Regions from separate parts of the Mus musculus genome. Here regions 2, 3, 4 and 5 are each linked to region 1. A link is a contact called in public HiChIP or PLAC-seq, Micro-C and promoter capture Hi-C data. All regions are on one chromosome and are shown on one strand. The core of a region is the stretch at or near the end of the contact, and the rest is flanking DNA. Distances in the headings are between cores, read along the strand shown. Region 1 holds the start of Arfgef2 (ADP-ribosylation factor guanine nucleotide-exchange factor 2 (brefeldin A-inhibited)). Region 2 holds the start of Ctsa (cathepsin A). Region 3 holds the start of Zfp335os (zinc finger protein 335, opposite strand). Region 4 holds the start of Cdh22 (cadherin 22). Region 5 holds the start of E130018N17Rik (RIKEN cDNA E130018N17 gene).

Evidence for each region. Promoter capture Hi-C pulls out the DNA fragments that hold promoters and counts their contacts. A called contact is a pair of places that touch in the nucleus more often than the background predicts. HiChIP or PLAC-seq counts read pairs in DNA pulled down with a chosen protein or histone mark.
Region 2: a contact with region 1 is called in an HNF4G HiChIP or PLAC-seq map of pancreatic cancer cells. The contact joins the promoter of Ctsa here to the promoter of Arfgef2 in region 1. A contact is called at or near these places in 1 of 39 promoter capture datasets (liver) and 1 of 115 datasets of contacts at active chromatin or transcription factors (pancreatic cancer cells).
Region 3: a promoter capture Hi-C map of pre-B cells shows a contact between it and region 1, with 4 times the contacts expected there. The contact joins the promoter of Zfp335os here to the promoter of Arfgef2 in region 1. A contact is called at or near these places in 4 of 39 promoter capture datasets (the 3T3-L1 cell line, liver and pre-B cells) and 1 of 484 Hi-C or Micro-C datasets (B cells).
Region 4: a contact with region 1 is called in a Micro-C map of embryonic stem cells, with 9 times the contacts expected there. The contact joins the promoter of Cdh22 here to the promoter of Arfgef2 in region 1. A contact is called at or near these places in 1 of 39 promoter capture datasets (the 3T3-L1 cell line) and 1 of 484 Hi-C or Micro-C datasets (embryonic stem cells).
Region 5: a contact with region 1 is called in a promoter capture Hi-C map of liver, with 3 times the contacts expected there. The contact joins the promoter of E130018N17Rik here to the promoter of Arfgef2 in region 1. A contact is called at or near these places in 1 of 39 promoter capture datasets (liver) and 1 of 115 datasets of contacts at active chromatin or transcription factors (stem cell-derived neural progenitor cells).

What each region holds. Positions count from the first base shown.
Region 1 is chr2:166,804,210-166,807,122 of GRCm38.p6, reverse strand. It overlaps Arfgef2 (ADP-ribosylation factor guanine nucleotide-exchange factor 2 (brefeldin A-inhibited)), which reads right to left and starts at 1,542. Exons shown (of 39, transcript NM_001085495.2): 1 at 1,288-1,542. The coding sequence starts at 1,408.
Region 2 is chr2:164,832,326-164,835,238 of GRCm38.p6, reverse strand. It overlaps Ctsa (cathepsin A), which reads right to left and starts at 1,466. Exons shown (of 15, transcript NM_008906.4): 1 at 1,389-1,466; 2 at 1,031-1,209; 3 at 808-919; 4 at 491-541; 5 at 315-401; 6 at 1-83. The coding sequence starts at 1,442. Neurl2 (neuralized E3 ubiquitin protein ligase 2) reads left to right here and starts at 1,643. Exons shown (of 2, transcript NM_001082974.2): 1 at 1,643-2,540. The coding sequence starts at 1,799.
Region 3 is chr2:164,909,956-164,912,868 of GRCm38.p6, reverse strand. It overlaps Zfp335os (zinc finger protein 335, opposite strand), which reads right to left and starts at 1,436. Exons shown (of 2, transcript NR_166490.1): 1 at 1,119-1,436. Zfp335 (zinc finger protein 335) reads left to right here and starts at 1,119. Exons shown (of 28, transcript NM_199027.2): 1 at 1,119-1,352; 2 at 1,997-2,247. The coding sequence starts at 2,047.
Region 4 is chr2:165,233,351-165,236,263 of GRCm38.p6, reverse strand. It overlaps Cdh22 (cadherin 22), which reads left to right and starts at 1,527. Exons shown (of 12, transcript NM_174988.3): 1 at 1,527-1,709.
Region 5 is chr2:168,153,018-168,155,930 of GRCm38.p6, reverse strand. E130018N17Rik (RIKEN cDNA E130018N17 gene) reads left to right here and starts at 1,418. Exons shown (of 2, transcript NR_040327.1): 1 at 1,418-1,577; 2 at 2,180-2,913.

The sequences.
Region 1 (2,913 bases), core at 293-2,792:
CCTTAGGGACTCTCAAATGCTTCCCACATATTTGAGGCCTGAATCTTATTCACCGGGAAGTGCAAAGCTCACAAATCCATTCCAAGGTCTCAAGTGGACGTTCTCCTGCACCCATGGAGAAGAGTGACTAACAGAAACTCAGCCCTTCTGTTTACTCAACCTTTTAGGACAACAGGCCTTTTAACCAAATCCCATGGATTGCACAGGGCGATGAATTCACAGGGAGACAGCTCTGGTCAAATGTCCTGACGCTCTCCGTCCACAACTTTTTTCCTCTTGAACCTCCACACAGTCGACATTTCTTACCTTTCAGACCTGGGCTCAAATGTCACACTTTCAGACAAGACTACTTTCCTGACCATCCAACCTAAAGCAGACCTCAGGTCCTCTGTATCACTTAAGTCTTTTTTCTGACAGCAGTACTTATTAGTACTGTTTTGTCTGCTCTATCAGAACCTAAGAAGATCCACAGGGACAAAGGATTCCATTTCTCCTTCATAGACATCTCCTCAGTACCTGCTACACAGGCTCTCGAGAAGTAACTAAAGATAGGAGACTGATGTTGGTGTCAACTACCGAGCTTTTACCTAGTTAGGAGCTAGAGACTTCTGTCTTTCCACAATCCATGGATCCATTCAACCAGCAAATATTTACTGAGCAACTACTGTGTGCGAAGCACTGTCATAAATGCACAGGACACCGCATTGAAGCAATCAGACAAGTATCTTTGCTCTACAGAACCTTTATTTTAGGGACCCGCCCTAAAATGAGTAGAAGTCGTACACGCTGTCCAATGCCTGAAATATAGATCATCTTACATCCCTTCCAGGCGAAGCGCCCTGGGAACCCCAATGTTCTCCAGTGAGACATTTCCCAAACAAGCCTCCGGGGTTCCTCGGCACCAACCGGGCAGCTCTCTGACCTGCTCTGATCGCTCCCGTGGGAGAGCCCCCAACCAGCATAGTGGCGCTGAAGGAAAAACTTAAGATCGAGAGCTACTGCTTCAGAGGACTTGGAGATGGTGAGGGGAGGAACCAGGAAACGGGACAAGGAGTCGTGGCAAGGGCCCCAGGCAGGGAAGCTGGAAAACCAGCCGTGGCTGTCACCAACTTGCTAGGTGACCTTGGGCCAGTCTCGGCCGCCCCAACACCAGCTCCCACGGGGACAGCGAGCGGAAGAGGACGGGAGGGTGGGATTCGGGCTGGGAGGAGTGGAGGGCAGCAGGCCCGGAGGGTAACGGCCGGCGTGGGGAAGCCGGCGCGGGCCAGGCCGGGGTGGCTCACTCACCGAGCGCCACCTGGCAGGCCCTACGCAGCTGGGAGTGCTGGGGCCGCTTCACCTCCTTGTCAGCTAGGATCTTCTCCAGGGCCCGGGACACGAACATGCTCTTGGTCTGGCTTTCCTGCATGGCCCCGGCCTGCGGGGGCCGGCGACCCCGCGAGCCGGCGGTGCGAGCGAGCAGGAGAGCGAGGCTGAGGGCCCGGCGACCCGGCCGGCACCGGCCGCGTCCGTGCGCGCCGCCCTGTCAGGAAGAGACGCCCCGGCCCCACGGCGCCGCCAAGTTGCAGCGCGTCACGTGACCACGTGACTGGCGGTGTCGCTGCGTCTGCTGAGCGTCGGTCGACCCTGTGACCCCAAGGGTGGGGGGCCGGCCGGGAGGCGGAGCCAGAGTGGGGTGGAGTTCTGTGGGTGGGGCGGGTGGGCGGGGCAGTAGACCTGTGGTGGGGCGTGGTCTGTTCGGTTGGGGCGGGGCCTACGCGAGTGGTGCTGGTCCGGGCGTGTCTAAGTAGTATAACCGGGCCAGGTAGGGGAGTGATGGTCAATGACTATGAAGGGGAAGAAAATGCAGGTCAAAGCCTATAGACATGGGCAGCCCTGAAGGAAAGATGCAAGTGATCGGAGGTAGGAAGAGACTAAGAGCATGCGCTAGATATGCTGAGAAAAGCGAAAGAGGGAGTAAAGGGGAAAGAAAAAAATCGTAAAAAGAATTAGTGAGGGCTGGTGAGATAGCTCAGTGTTTAAGAGCACCGACTGCTCTTCCAAAGGTCCTGAGTTCAAATCCCAGCAACCACATGGTGGCTCACAACCACCCGTAATGAAATCTGATGCCTTCTTCTGGAGTGTCTGAAGACAGCTACAGTGTACACATAATAAATAAATAAATAAATAAATAAATAAATAAATCTTTAAAAAAAAGAATTAGTGAGAGTAATAATAGTCGAGAGAAGAGAGATGGGCAAAAGGAAGTGAATGGAATGAGAGAGGTGACAGAGAGTAGGGAAGGTCAGATGCCGGATCCAGGAAGGGCAGAGAAATCAGGGATGGAAAGGAGGCTCAGGGAAGTTAAGAACCAGGACTGAGGATGAAGCCAGAAGGGAAGAGAGAAGAGAGAGGAGGGGAGGGGAAAGAAGGGTAGGCTGGAAGGTATATTCACGGTGTCTATCTCTTCCAGATTTGTATCTCTGACAGCAAACCACACCAGCCCTGGACACAGTCCTGCTGCCACAGGAGAGAGAGCTCCTGGCGGGCCAGTTTGTAAGAAGTAATCCTTCTGTCGCTAGAGTTTTACTTGTTTGTTTTGTTTGTTGTTGTTGTTTTGATACAATCCTGATGTGTATCGCCGGCTGTCCTTGACCTTGAACTCAATGTCCTCTCTGGGATGAGGGACTGAGTTGCATATTTTACATACCAAAGCTGACCTGGCCTCCAGGTTCTCCCAGCATCCCTCAGTCCCTACCTGGCATCCCCTGCTCCCAACCCTGAACTTTCCAGCACAAGGGTTGGGCTGCCCTTCTCCTTCCTTTTCACTCAGAGGCAGAGGCTCTTCCAGACATTTTGGCTTCTCTCTCTCTCTCTCTCTCTCTCTCTCTCTCTCTTTCTCTCTCTCTCTGCAAGCACTCTTCCTCTCTTCCC
Region 2 (2,913 bases), core at 217-2,716, 2.0 Mb after region 1:
CCTGTCAGGAAAAGTTTGTTGTCCTTGTATTCCGGAAAGAGGCGGAAGAAGTCTTTAAGGGCTTCATAATTGTTCTCCGCCACCTGAGGATGCCAAGATGGAAGAGTCAGGAGACCCGAGGACGTTTAAGTTAGAAAGCGCTTCAGAGATAATGAGTTCAACCCATTTTATTTTGTATAAGAGGAAGTGGACTGGTTGAGTTTACCAGAGCACATGACAGGGCTCAAAGTGGACTCTGAGGCCATGCTCTCCTCCTAATCAAGCCATCTCTGGGGAAACGGGGAATGGGGCAGGTGGTCAGGCAACAGACTCACCTCTGTGTCATTGGTCACGTACATCTTGTCATCCGAGTAGGAGAAGCCCACCCCAGCTGGGGACTCGATATACAGCACGTTGGCAATCTAGGGGGAGGAGGGAATGAGCAGAAGAGGGGGTCCCCAACCCTTCAAGTACCCAGACATCCCTAAGAGACCCACAGCTCCAGGAGTACCAGGTTCCAAGCATAGGGGTTGTACTCCAGGGTGACACCATCTGGCTGGATCTGGGGAGGAAAGACAGAGAGGCCTGTGAGGGTGCCGGTTAGCAGCTGGGTGGAGAGAAAGAGCCACAGTGCGTTTCCGTATTCTCACACTCCATGAGAGGTACGGAAAGTTAGGGCAAGGGCCACCACATAAAACAGAATTGTTAAGGAAAGCAAACTTAGGCCACAGGTTCCTTCTCCCCTTCCCCTTCCTGCCTTTTCCTTGAGCTGTCTCTAACTAGTCTCCTGCCCTCTCTCATGGGGGAGGGGGATAGTGGTCAACTCACCAGAAAGGGGCCGTGCTCTGTAAGCAGCCCATCGAGCGAGCTGCAGCCGGGACCCCCGTTAAGCCAAAGCACCACGGGGCTGTTCTTTGGGTCGTTCTGCGACTCCACAAACCTGGGAAGGATAGGAAAGGATTGGTGTGAGTCCAGGTCCTGCCTGGGGTCGTTAGAATTCGCTCGTCCAGTTATCATGCCCTCCTAGGAACTTTAGGGCCAAGCCAAGCACCAGTAGTGGAAGTGCTTGGAGTCCGATGCTCTGAGGTAGCCGGAGTATTGCCGGAAAGAGGGCTGCTTGGCCAGGCCGGGGAGACAATCGATTTCATCCTGGTCCGGAGCTGCTTCGTTCCGGGACGCCCAGGACAGGAGCAGCAACAAGAGCAGTGGAGACAGCGCGGTTCCGGGCATCTGCAGGAGGAAGCATCGGTGGAGGATGTTTGTTTACCAGTCCCCCCAGATCCCTTGCGCTTCGGTGCAGCAGTTCCTGGGGAGACGATGGCGCACATCTCCGGGAGAAGCCCCCGCTCGGATCCAACTCCGGGCCACAGAGCCACCTTCGCTGCCCACCAGTTTGGGCATCTCCGTACCTCTGCTTCCTTGCGTCCTTGCTCTCCAGGAGGCGCCTTTGGACTGGAAGTCATGTGTAGCTCTGGTCACGTGAGCATCTGCATCACGTGACAGTTTGCTCATTGTTCACTTTTTTAATCTGTGGGCCTGAGGGTCGGGAGTGGTCAAAGTGCGTGGCCCTGAAGGTTATTAGTCAGGGTGCCAGAGATCAGGTGATCTTGGTGTTGACAGAAGGGTTCCCCAGGCTCCTGGGGACCCCTTACTGGTGACAAGCGAGAAAGCGGCGCTAGGACCCCCAGGCAGAGCTGGGGGAAGTTAGAGAAGGGGGAAATGCCTTACATGGTTCATCCACCCCGCCCCCGCGGTCACAATCTGAGCCCGCTGCCCAAAATAGCCCTTGGCATGAGCTGCCCTGTTGCACGGCTTGGAGATGGCTGCTCCCTCCGAACACGTAGGACTGGGTGGCCCACGGAGCCCTGCGCGCCCAGAGCCCCCTCCCACCCGCTTCCACCAAGTGCATGGAGCCAACATCCGCATGGACCCCTCAGGAACGCGAGCCACACGCGTGGAGAGTTTCGCCCACGGTGTGTGCTTCAGTCGTGAGCCCCTGGCCCCCGGCCAGGTATTTCTAGTGGAAATTGAGGAAAAAGAGCTGGGCTGGTGCGGGCACTTACGTCTTGGCCTGACCGCTCTGGATCCCGCCAGTCTGGCCGCTGTACCCGAGTTTTCACTGCCTGACTTGGTCAGCCTTGGCCACAGTTGGGTCTTCGCTATCACACGCCACCACAACCGTGTGCCCCGGGAAGGTCAACCAGAAGCGGAGGCAGCGGTCCCCAGTGGTCCCCAAGCCCTACTGGTTGAACCCTATCTGCGCATCGAGCAGTTCCGAATTCCCCGGGACCGTCTGGTGGGCCGCAGCCGGCCAGGGCTTTATAGCCACCTCTTAGATCAGCTCTATGAACAAAACGTGCTGCCTCCTACAGCGCGCCGAAGCCGCTTGGGTGTTCTCTTCTGCCCCCGTGAGGATGGGACCGCCGACATGCACATCATCATCAACGGGGAGGACATGGGCCCTAGCGCCCGGGGGCTGCCAGCTGCTCAGCCCCTCTACGCTGTGGTAGATGTGTTTGCTTCCACCAAGAGCGTGCGTCTGGTCCAGCTGGAGTATGGCTGTAGGTATCCCACCCCTGGAGTGACCTTCTGGTTCAGTGTAGGGACGGACACCTGCTAGGACCCCACAGCCAGCTAATAAGGCCTTGCAACTAGTTTTGAAGATGCACGGTCTGCCTTGGGCACCAGCTTGTGATTTTACGCACATCACACCTTGGCTGTGGGCCCGCCTGGTATATTCATCTCCCCTAGTTGACTGAGACACCCTGCAGGTTCCTTTTGGTTTGGACGATGTGGATGTGGGCTTTTAAAAAAATATTTATTGCCGGGTGTGGTGGCACACGCCTTTGATCCCAGCACTCGGGAGGCAGAGGCAGGCGGATTTCTGAGTTCGAGGCCAGCCTGGTCTACAAAGCGAGTTCCAGGACAGCCAGG
Region 3 (2,913 bases), core at 187-2,686, 1.9 Mb after region 1:
CCCGTTTCTGCCTTTCCATTTCTGGGTTTAAAGGTGTGTGCCACCACTCCCTGGCTCTTTCCATTTCCTTTTCTTTCTCTCTTTTTTTTTTCTTTTCTTCTTCTCTTCTCTTTTCTGTTTTGAGATATGGTCTCGCTATGTAGACCTGGCTGTTCCGGAACTATGTAGAGCAGACTGGCCTCAAACTCACAGAAATCCGCCTGCCTCTGCCTCCCAAGTGTTAGGACTCAAAGGCGTGCAGCACCAGGGCCCGGCTTTAAGCATGTATTTATTGTTATGTCTGTAAGTGCACACATGACACTAAGAGCGCGTGGAGGTGGGTGGACAGCCTGGAAGAGACGGTTCTCTCCTTTTACCATGTGGTTTCTGGGAAAAACTTACTACATAGCTCCAGCTGGTCTATGTAAGTCAAGTGAGGTTAGCCTGCCTCTCCGGAGTGCTAGATTAAAAGCATGAGCCACCACCACACTGGGCCCAAGGACTGTAGACTTCTAAAAATACCTAACACTGCCTGCGTGCGTGCATGCGCGTCTATGAGCGCGTGTGTATGCTAGGAATAGGACGCAGGGCCTCGTGTTTGCCACTGAGCTAATTCCCCAACTTCTAAACACACCTACACTGATCAGAGGACAGCTGGGTGTCTGGCCCTCCAGTCCTAGTAAGAAATACAGCTGCGAAGTGCACCGTGGCCTAAGCATTAACTCTTCTTCAAACATCCCTGACCTCTGCCATTACCCGATCCCCCAAGTCGCCTTAGTTGTGATTCCTGACCAGCCTTTCCTGTCCTCAAACCTCGGTTTTGCCATCTGTACTACGGCACAGCAAGCCCAACCCGGGAGAACCCGATCTGGCTCGAGTGGAGCTTTAAGCTACAGGTGAAAAACCAGGAAAATGACTGACGTTCCCTCCCCTCTGGACACCTCTAAACCATCCCAGGTCGCGACGGTTCTCTAAGCGACCCCTGGAGGTGTGGCTAGACGCTGGGGGCCACACCCACGAGAGCCGGGCGCCTCCGCCGCGCCTTGTCCGGCGAGTCCGGGCTGGGACCTGCGTGACGTCATGCCACTTCCCGTGTAGCCCTCCGCCACACGAAAAAGTAGTCCCCGTACCCAGCTGACCTCAGCCCTAACACCGGGCAGCATGTGACTTCTAGAGTCCTCCTGGACCCGACGACGGCTCTGAGTCCTCCGAGAGGCCTTCTGAAACCCCGCAGATCTCTCTCTCCCGGGGGGACGGCGGCGGAAGTAGTTCCGGTTCGAGGGCGGCCGATGGGTTCCTCCGCGACGGGGGTGAGAGGATGGCGACCTCGTCGATGCCGGAGTCGGAGAGCGACACAGCAGCCAGAGGCTCAGGTTAGCGGCAGCCGGAGGCGGGCTGCCCCTCCGCACACTGCCGTGCACCGGGGCCCTGCCGCGAGGCTGCCGGGTGGCGGACTCCCGGGCCGGCGGGGCTGTCCGAACAGGGCCCCGGGGTCCCAGGCCCTTTAGCCGCTCTCGCATTTGCCTGAGCGGAAACCCAGCGCCGCCACAAGATGGCGCCGGGCCTGGAGCTCAGGCAGCGCCGGGGACAGCCCCGAGACACCAGGCCCCGCGACCGTCGCTGTCAGCCCCCTCCGCAGGGGAGTCCGGGGAGGGGGAGTGAACCACTGACCCCGGGGGCCTGCGGGCTGTACCACCGGCTCCTCATCCGAGGGGACACGGGGGCCGGAGCGCCGGGCCGCTGTGTCCGCCCAGGGTCGATTCATGCCTCTGGGAGGAGCAAGGAGCCGTGATCACCCACCGGGACCACCCTTCTTCCCAAAGGGTCCTAGCCTGAGAGGCCAGGCGTCCCTATTCTTTTCTGGAAGGTTCCCTTTCCAGGAAACCCCGTCCCATCTAGTCCGATGCTCAGTCTTTGCATCTGCAGAATGGGCACACCGGTGCATCTGGGTGGGTTCTGCTTGGCCGGGCCCGAAAGGTGGACCACTTGTTGCAACCATGGTCGTATCGCCCAGCAGAGTGAAAGCCTCAAACCCCGCGCTTCGCTGTCAGTCGGTCCCCAGAACCAATGGAGGAGAACGAGGTGGAGAGCAGTAGCGACGCGGCCCCTCGGCCCGGCCAGCCTGAGGAGCCTTCTGAGAGCGGCCTGGGTGTGTGCACCTCGGAAGCTGTGTCCGCGGACAGCAGCGACGCTGCGACCGTCCCAGGATTAACGGAGGCTGACGACTCTGGCGTCGGGCAGAGCTCGGACGGTGGCAACCACTCTGTGGTATGGATCAGTGTGGATGGTGTGGGCAGGGGGACCGTCAGCAAAGCCTACTTGTAGAAAATAACTGTTTTTGAGGCAGACGCCAAGCCATGCCATGCCAAACTGCTGTGGTCGGTTTTGACAAGTCCCATGGCTAAGAGACATACTTAAACCACTTGTTTCCAGAATCTTCAGAAAGGGAAACTGAGGCAGAGCGTGCTTGCTATCGACAGAGCCAGAATTATCCATGGTCTTACCCAGAGCCCTCAGGCTCCATGAGCCCGGTTCAAATGTTGATCCATCTCAGTTATCTTAGTCTTCCCATCTGTCAAATGGAACGGGAGGGCCGGGTTCTATGGGTGCTAGGCTGTAAGGGGAAACTGAGCCATGTTTTCCTGACCCATTACTTTGTGATTTGAGCAGGTTACCCAGGTTCTAGCCCTCATCTTCTCTGTTAAGTGAAAATTAGAAACATAGTCATCTCTGGTAGCTTCATAAGTAATTTTGCGAGATGGGGATTGTATCTGGACTCCACTTGATGGAGATATGAAGTAGTGGCCCTGGGTGTGCAGTTTAGGGTTTCATTATGTCAGCAGAAGTGGGCCTACCCTGGGGGTCTAACTTATGCTATATTACAGGGTTACTGCTAGGGACAGGACAGGTGTGGTCCAGGTCCTTGCAGAGAAC
Region 4 (2,913 bases), core at 278-2,777, 1.6 Mb after region 1:
GCTATCACAGCCCAGGCCCAAACAACCTATGGCCCTGTAATTAGGTCAGAGTCCTGAGGGGTCAGCACACAGCCAGGCCTGGGGCAGGGACAGAAAAGAAGGATCCACAGCTGCAAAAAGTGAGTCGGGGAGAGAGGGAGAAAGCAGAAAGTGTGGAGATGCATCTGGAAGGCCAGCCTCTGGTCTCTGAAAGCATGAAAGAGTAGAGGCTAAGAATAGAGAGGTTGGGGAGGAAAAAGACCAGGAGACTGCACAAAAGCAACGCTTGGGAGATCAATGAAGGGAATGAACCGAGAGAAGAAGGACTTAAGGGAGGGAACCGGCTGTCGAGGTGGAGAATAAATCTCAAAATAAATAAGAGTGATGGAGTTCAGCTGGAAGGACTAGAAATGCAACCACCCAGAGGAGACACCAGTCACTAGGGAGGAGTGGGAGAGTGGAAATTAGAGCTCCCGGTGGTGAGCAGGCCAGGGCGAGCTGGAGTATGGGTCCCTAGGGACCATCAGGAATCAGGGTCTCGGAGGGAGGGCGTTGTCACCTCTTTAACTCAGCGTCTGTTTTGCAGGCCAGGATGCTTGGTTAGGGGCAGATGGCAAAGACATACAGCTGCACGGTCACTTCAGTCACCTGGCTGGCACCCATGCAGCTAAGAAAAAGGAAACAGTCTAGGCAGAAAAGACATCGGGCATTGGGCTAGCTGAATTTGAGCAAGAACGGAAAATCTGGCTTTGCAAGCGTTTCTGGACAGTGGGGGGTGGGGGTGGATTTTATTAGCCTCATGCTAGAGGGCACGAAGTTTAGGCTGGACTGTCTTGTTTGCCTACTCTTTTATTCTGGCTGGAGGCACAGGACTTCCAGAGCTCGCTCCTAAAGAGGAATGACCAGCGTGGCTCTCTTCCCAGGACAACTGACCTTCCACCTGCCAGCAGACTCCCAGCCCCGGGGCAGGGGCTCTGTCCACCTCAATGTTCAGTGATTGTCTCTGAAGCCTCGGTCTGTGCAAAGGGCCTTTCTGGGCAGCCAGCCAGGGGTGGCCACTTGAGAAGCCCGCCTCTACCTTCGCTTGCACCCCCTTCTTTTGAAGCCGGGCTTTCATAGTGTGTGGGGGAAGGGGGGCTAGATGCAGCGAAGTCTGGCCAGGGGAGTGGTGGGGACAGGGTCTAGTCTGCCACGGGTGCCTCGGGGCAGCTGAACCGCCAGGCAAGGAGGGAGCCCGCTCCCCTCCTGGGGGCGCTCCCTTCGCGCGGATCTGGGCTGGGAGGAGGAGAAGGAGCACTCCCCCGGGGGCTTTCCCGCTGCCGGCGACGGGGGAGACGGAGCCTCCGGGCCCCGCAGGCGAGGGAGGGGTGCGGTCGGGGCGGGGGCCGGGCTCCCCGGCTGGCTGCGGGGTCCGGCCCGGCGGCCGCCTGCGGCTCGGCGCTGCTCGGCGCTCCTGCCCGGCGGGCGCTGCATTCTCCGAGTCTCCACCAGAGGCTGCGGGAGGAAGGAAGGGATCCGTCCCTTGCACACTTCCCCCCTAGTCAGACACGCACACTCCCTCGCTCTCTCGCTCCTCCACACACGCGCGCACTCGCCGCCGCGGCTCCCCCTCTCGCTCCCGCTCTCCCTCGGCTCCTCCGAGCGGACGCCAGAGCCGGACCTGGCTGTGATCCTGCCGCTTGCTGGCGTCCCAAGGCGCGGACCAGGGTGCAGTCCGGCCGCTCCCCAAGGTAAGAGCGCGCGGCACCCGCGGGAGGACAACCGATCGCCGCTGGGGAAGGCTGCGGGCCGGGAGGGTGCACGGGCCGGGGAGAGGCGGGCGCGGCGCGGCGCGGGCTCCGGGGCAACAGCTGAAGCGCGCCCATCCCGCGCCCCCTCCCCGGCGGGGAGACAGGGACTTTCCCACGTCCAAACTTTCCCCGGCGCGGAGCCCAGCCCGGCCACCTCCCGGCCCGGGAGTCGCGGTCCCTGTGTCCTGAGCTCCAGGATGCCCCCGAGGCCGGGGAGGAAGGGGGTGTCTGCGCCAGGGGTGTAGGGCCGGAGTGCGGGGAGGGGTGGGGAGATGGAGAATCCAGCCTCTGTACGGGCCGGGACCCCGGCATTCCCGCCGCCCACCCCGCGCCGCCCCGGCTCGGCTCGCAGCCCCTCCCGGAGGCCCGGCGATCGGCGCGGCGGGAGCGTGTGCGCCGCGCGGGTGCGTGTGCGGGTCGAGCCGCGGCGACACGCGCGGCTGCGGCCACCCCTGGGTGGGGTGAGCTGGACAGGCTATGAGGACCCTTGTGGCCCTGCCGACGTGACCCCCTGCTCCCTTCGGCCGTCGGATGGCCGGTGGAGATTGAGAGGTAGCTCTACCCTCTTCATCCGCACACGACTCCGGGGACTCTGTCCCCACCACGGAGAAGGACCGGGCTTCACAGGCTCACGTCCAAAGCACGCGCCACTCGGGACTGACCCTCCGGAGGCCGGGGTGCGGAACCGGGAGGCGTGGACCTTGCGACTGTGAGGGCGTACAGGCTGCGGGACCCTCGATAGACACTATCCCTAACCACGTCTCCCTTGGCTCGGGACCTGACTTCGCCACTTCCGCTGTGGCCTGGTCGGGTCCCTGCCCCAGCTTGGGTGCTGCTGGAGACGACCCTGTAGGGTGCAGCGGGCGGAGCGCAGAGAGAGGCTGGAGTCCCCCGAGGTCTCCCCAAGCCGCAGAGGCACCCCCTGCTGGCGGGCACAGCAGCGACGGCTGAAGCCTGCGGGGCCCGGCCGGTTGAAGGCTTGTCCGGCTCGCGCTGCTAGGAGCCCCCTGCTTTCTCTCCTACCCTTCCTAGTCGGCGGCGGCGTTGGTCGGAGGGTGTGCGTTCCATCTGATGAGCTCCCTGGGTCCCAGAACCAGCAGGAGTGCTCAACTTGGCCAGAGTCTTGATTGTTAGTATTGGCTAC
Region 5 (2,913 bases), core at 169-2,668, 1.3 Mb before region 1:
GTCTGCCCGTCTCCTCTCCGCAGTTCCGGGATTACAATAGTGCCATCACTACCAACTGGTTTAATTTTTAGACAAGAGGCTCCTATGTGCCAGGCTGGTCTTGAGATTGCTATGTCACTGAGGGTGACTTTAAGCTCCTGAACCCCCTGTTTTACTTGCCTCGTACAAGGTCATACTTGGTTGCACACCCTGCTTTTGAAATTCGGGGTCAAGGGACAGAGCTCAGGTGCTCAGGCTCCTTAGGCAAGGCCGTTACCTACTGAGCTTGAAGCTCAGGGTTCCTTCTGGAAATTACCACAGATAGCTCAGAGGAGACAGGGTGGACCCCTTGGCCTTGGGCCACTATCCACAGCCATCTTCCATCTGATAACCCAGGACAGACATCGGGCCTTCAAGGGGCATCTGGCTGTGTTGGACAGCTTCCAGGTTGTCACTCCTGGGTTGGATGCTCTTGGGATCCCAGGAGTAGAGGCAGGTTCCATTAATCATGTCACCATACAAGCCCCAGACATCAGAGGACGACACAGATTTGCGAAAAGGAAATTTTGAGTGTGTCCCCACCAAATAAGTTGGGGTGCTTCTCATTATGCCTACACAAACACCCCACCACCACCAAATAAAAACGTCTCACGGTCATAATGAGAATCCAACTGACTCTCCCCAAAGCTTTAACATGAACACAACCATCTGAAAACACAGGTCAGGGCCAATGAGATGGCTCAGTGAGTACAGGTGCTTGCTGCTAAGCCTGACAAATGGTTCCACCATCCTAGGGACTCACATGGTGGAAAGATCCAATGCCCATAAACTGCTCTCTAAGCCAGACAGGGTGGTGCTTACCTTTAATACCAAAATTTGGCAAGAAGAGGCAAGTGACCACCCTGGTCTACAAAACAAGAGTTCCAACCCAGTTGGTCTTACACAAGATTCTCCAAAAAACCAACCAACCAAACAAACAAACAAAACAAAACAAAAACCCAGAAACAATTTGACCTCTTGTACTCTGACCACTACAGGTATGCTTGCTGCCTTGGCATGAGCGTGTACACACACACACACACACACACACAAAAGCATGATTGTGTAGGAGGCTGGGTGCTGGGGAGGTGTGGGACTCGGCCTCCATCTTTGCTTCGGTATTAGCCATCTGTCATGCGGCGTTTTTACCACCAGGACTGCTGAAGGCAGGAAGAGAAAGAAGCCGGTTCAGAGCTGCCAGCAGGCGCCTGGAACCTCCCCTGGCTGCTTTGTGTTTCAGCAAGAGCCCTCCCAGCTCCAGCCAGGCAGGCTCCTCCCCATGGCCCTCCTGGGGCCCCCCGCTGGGGGAGGAGGCCCAGCTAAGCCTCTCTCCTGCTGGCTGGGGGTGGGGAAGGGAGGGACTCCAAGCCTAGCACCCAAGGACGACCCCTACAGGCCAGCCAGGGCAGGGCAGCATTCCCTACAGCCGCCATTTCTTCTCTGTCAGCTCTCTGCTGTCAGACAGAGAGCCAAACAGAGCTGGAAGGTCAGATATCTCTGGAATGTATTGAGCACCTACTGGGTGCACAACCTTGAGGAAGAGCACGTGCCCTCTGCAGGTACTGGAAATGTAACTGGGTAGATGGTAGCCGAGGGATCCTACCCAGGGTCCCTCTGGGACTTCATAGCTGGGGTCAGATCCTTTCGCCCACGTGTCACCATGGGTAGGACAGAGGCTATGGTCCACCCAGACAGAACACAGGCAGGGAGAGGGACACTGTGAGGTCTTTGAGCCTAGAGCTCCTTCCTTGTAAAGTGGAGTCACCTGTCTCTGGAGTTTTTATAAGACGTCAGAATCAGGGGCCAAAGCTAAGAGCTGGGAAGTCTGGGCTGGAGCTAGTACAACCTGATGGACAGATGTCCCTCATTCTATGCATCTGATCTCAGAGGCCTCTGAAGGGGCAGAGCCAGGGGCAGGAGGATTAGGAGTTAAAGGTCATCTCTAGCTAATCTGAGGCTGACCTGAAACTTCTGATCTTCCTGCCTCTTCCTCCCAAATGCTGGGATTACAGGAGTGTACCAGTATACCCAGGCTAAGCCTTGCTGCGGGGCCAACATGCAGCCTGGTCTACATGCCAAGTTCTGGGCCAGCCAGGGCTGCAAAGCAAGACCTTGTTTCAAAAATAAAAAAATGTCTGACGTCCAGCTTTTTCCCAAACAGGAGAATCTGTTCCCGTCTCCCTGCAGTTCCGTCTCATGCCTGCTCTGCTGTGGGCAAAGTGTCCCTTCTGCCACCAGGGCCCCTGACTAGTTTTCCTGGGACCACCTGGCCTCCTGGTCTCTTCTAGCCCTGCTGGATTAAGGTGAAAAGCCAGTCTAGGCCACCATAGCCAGACTGCCTGCTGCATGGACAGCCTCTGCCCTGAGTCCTGGATCCTTCCTTCACTGGAAAGTACCTCTCATGGAGAAAATTCATCAAGGTAAAACCTCATGAACAAGATGTTTTGGCTTGGCAGGAAACAAACAGTGGTTAACAACAAATTAGTGAGCTACTGAGCCTCTGGGCACATGGCGCTGAGGGCAGACCCAGGTTGGCTGCAGACATCAGCTATGGTCTCCTGCAGACCTGAGGGGGCACAGGCCTGGCTCAAAGCTCCCTTCACACGGACTGGAACAGTCTTCAGGTGGGATGCTCTTGTGTGCGGCTTAAGCTCTGGCCTGCTCCTCAGGCTCCGTTCCCCAGAGCCCTGCTCCACTGACCTAAGGCTGGGTTTCTTTTCTCTCCTTTGATTGGACAAGGGGCCCAAACTCCTGAAGTGGGGCTTTCAAGGAGCCCAGAGCTCAGCATGAAATATTTTCAACTGAAGAACAATCCTAGGAGCAAAAGCCTCCTTTGGGGGGTGGGGTGCACCCAGGTGCCCTCCTCAGCTCCCAGGTAAGTCTCTGAATGTTGCC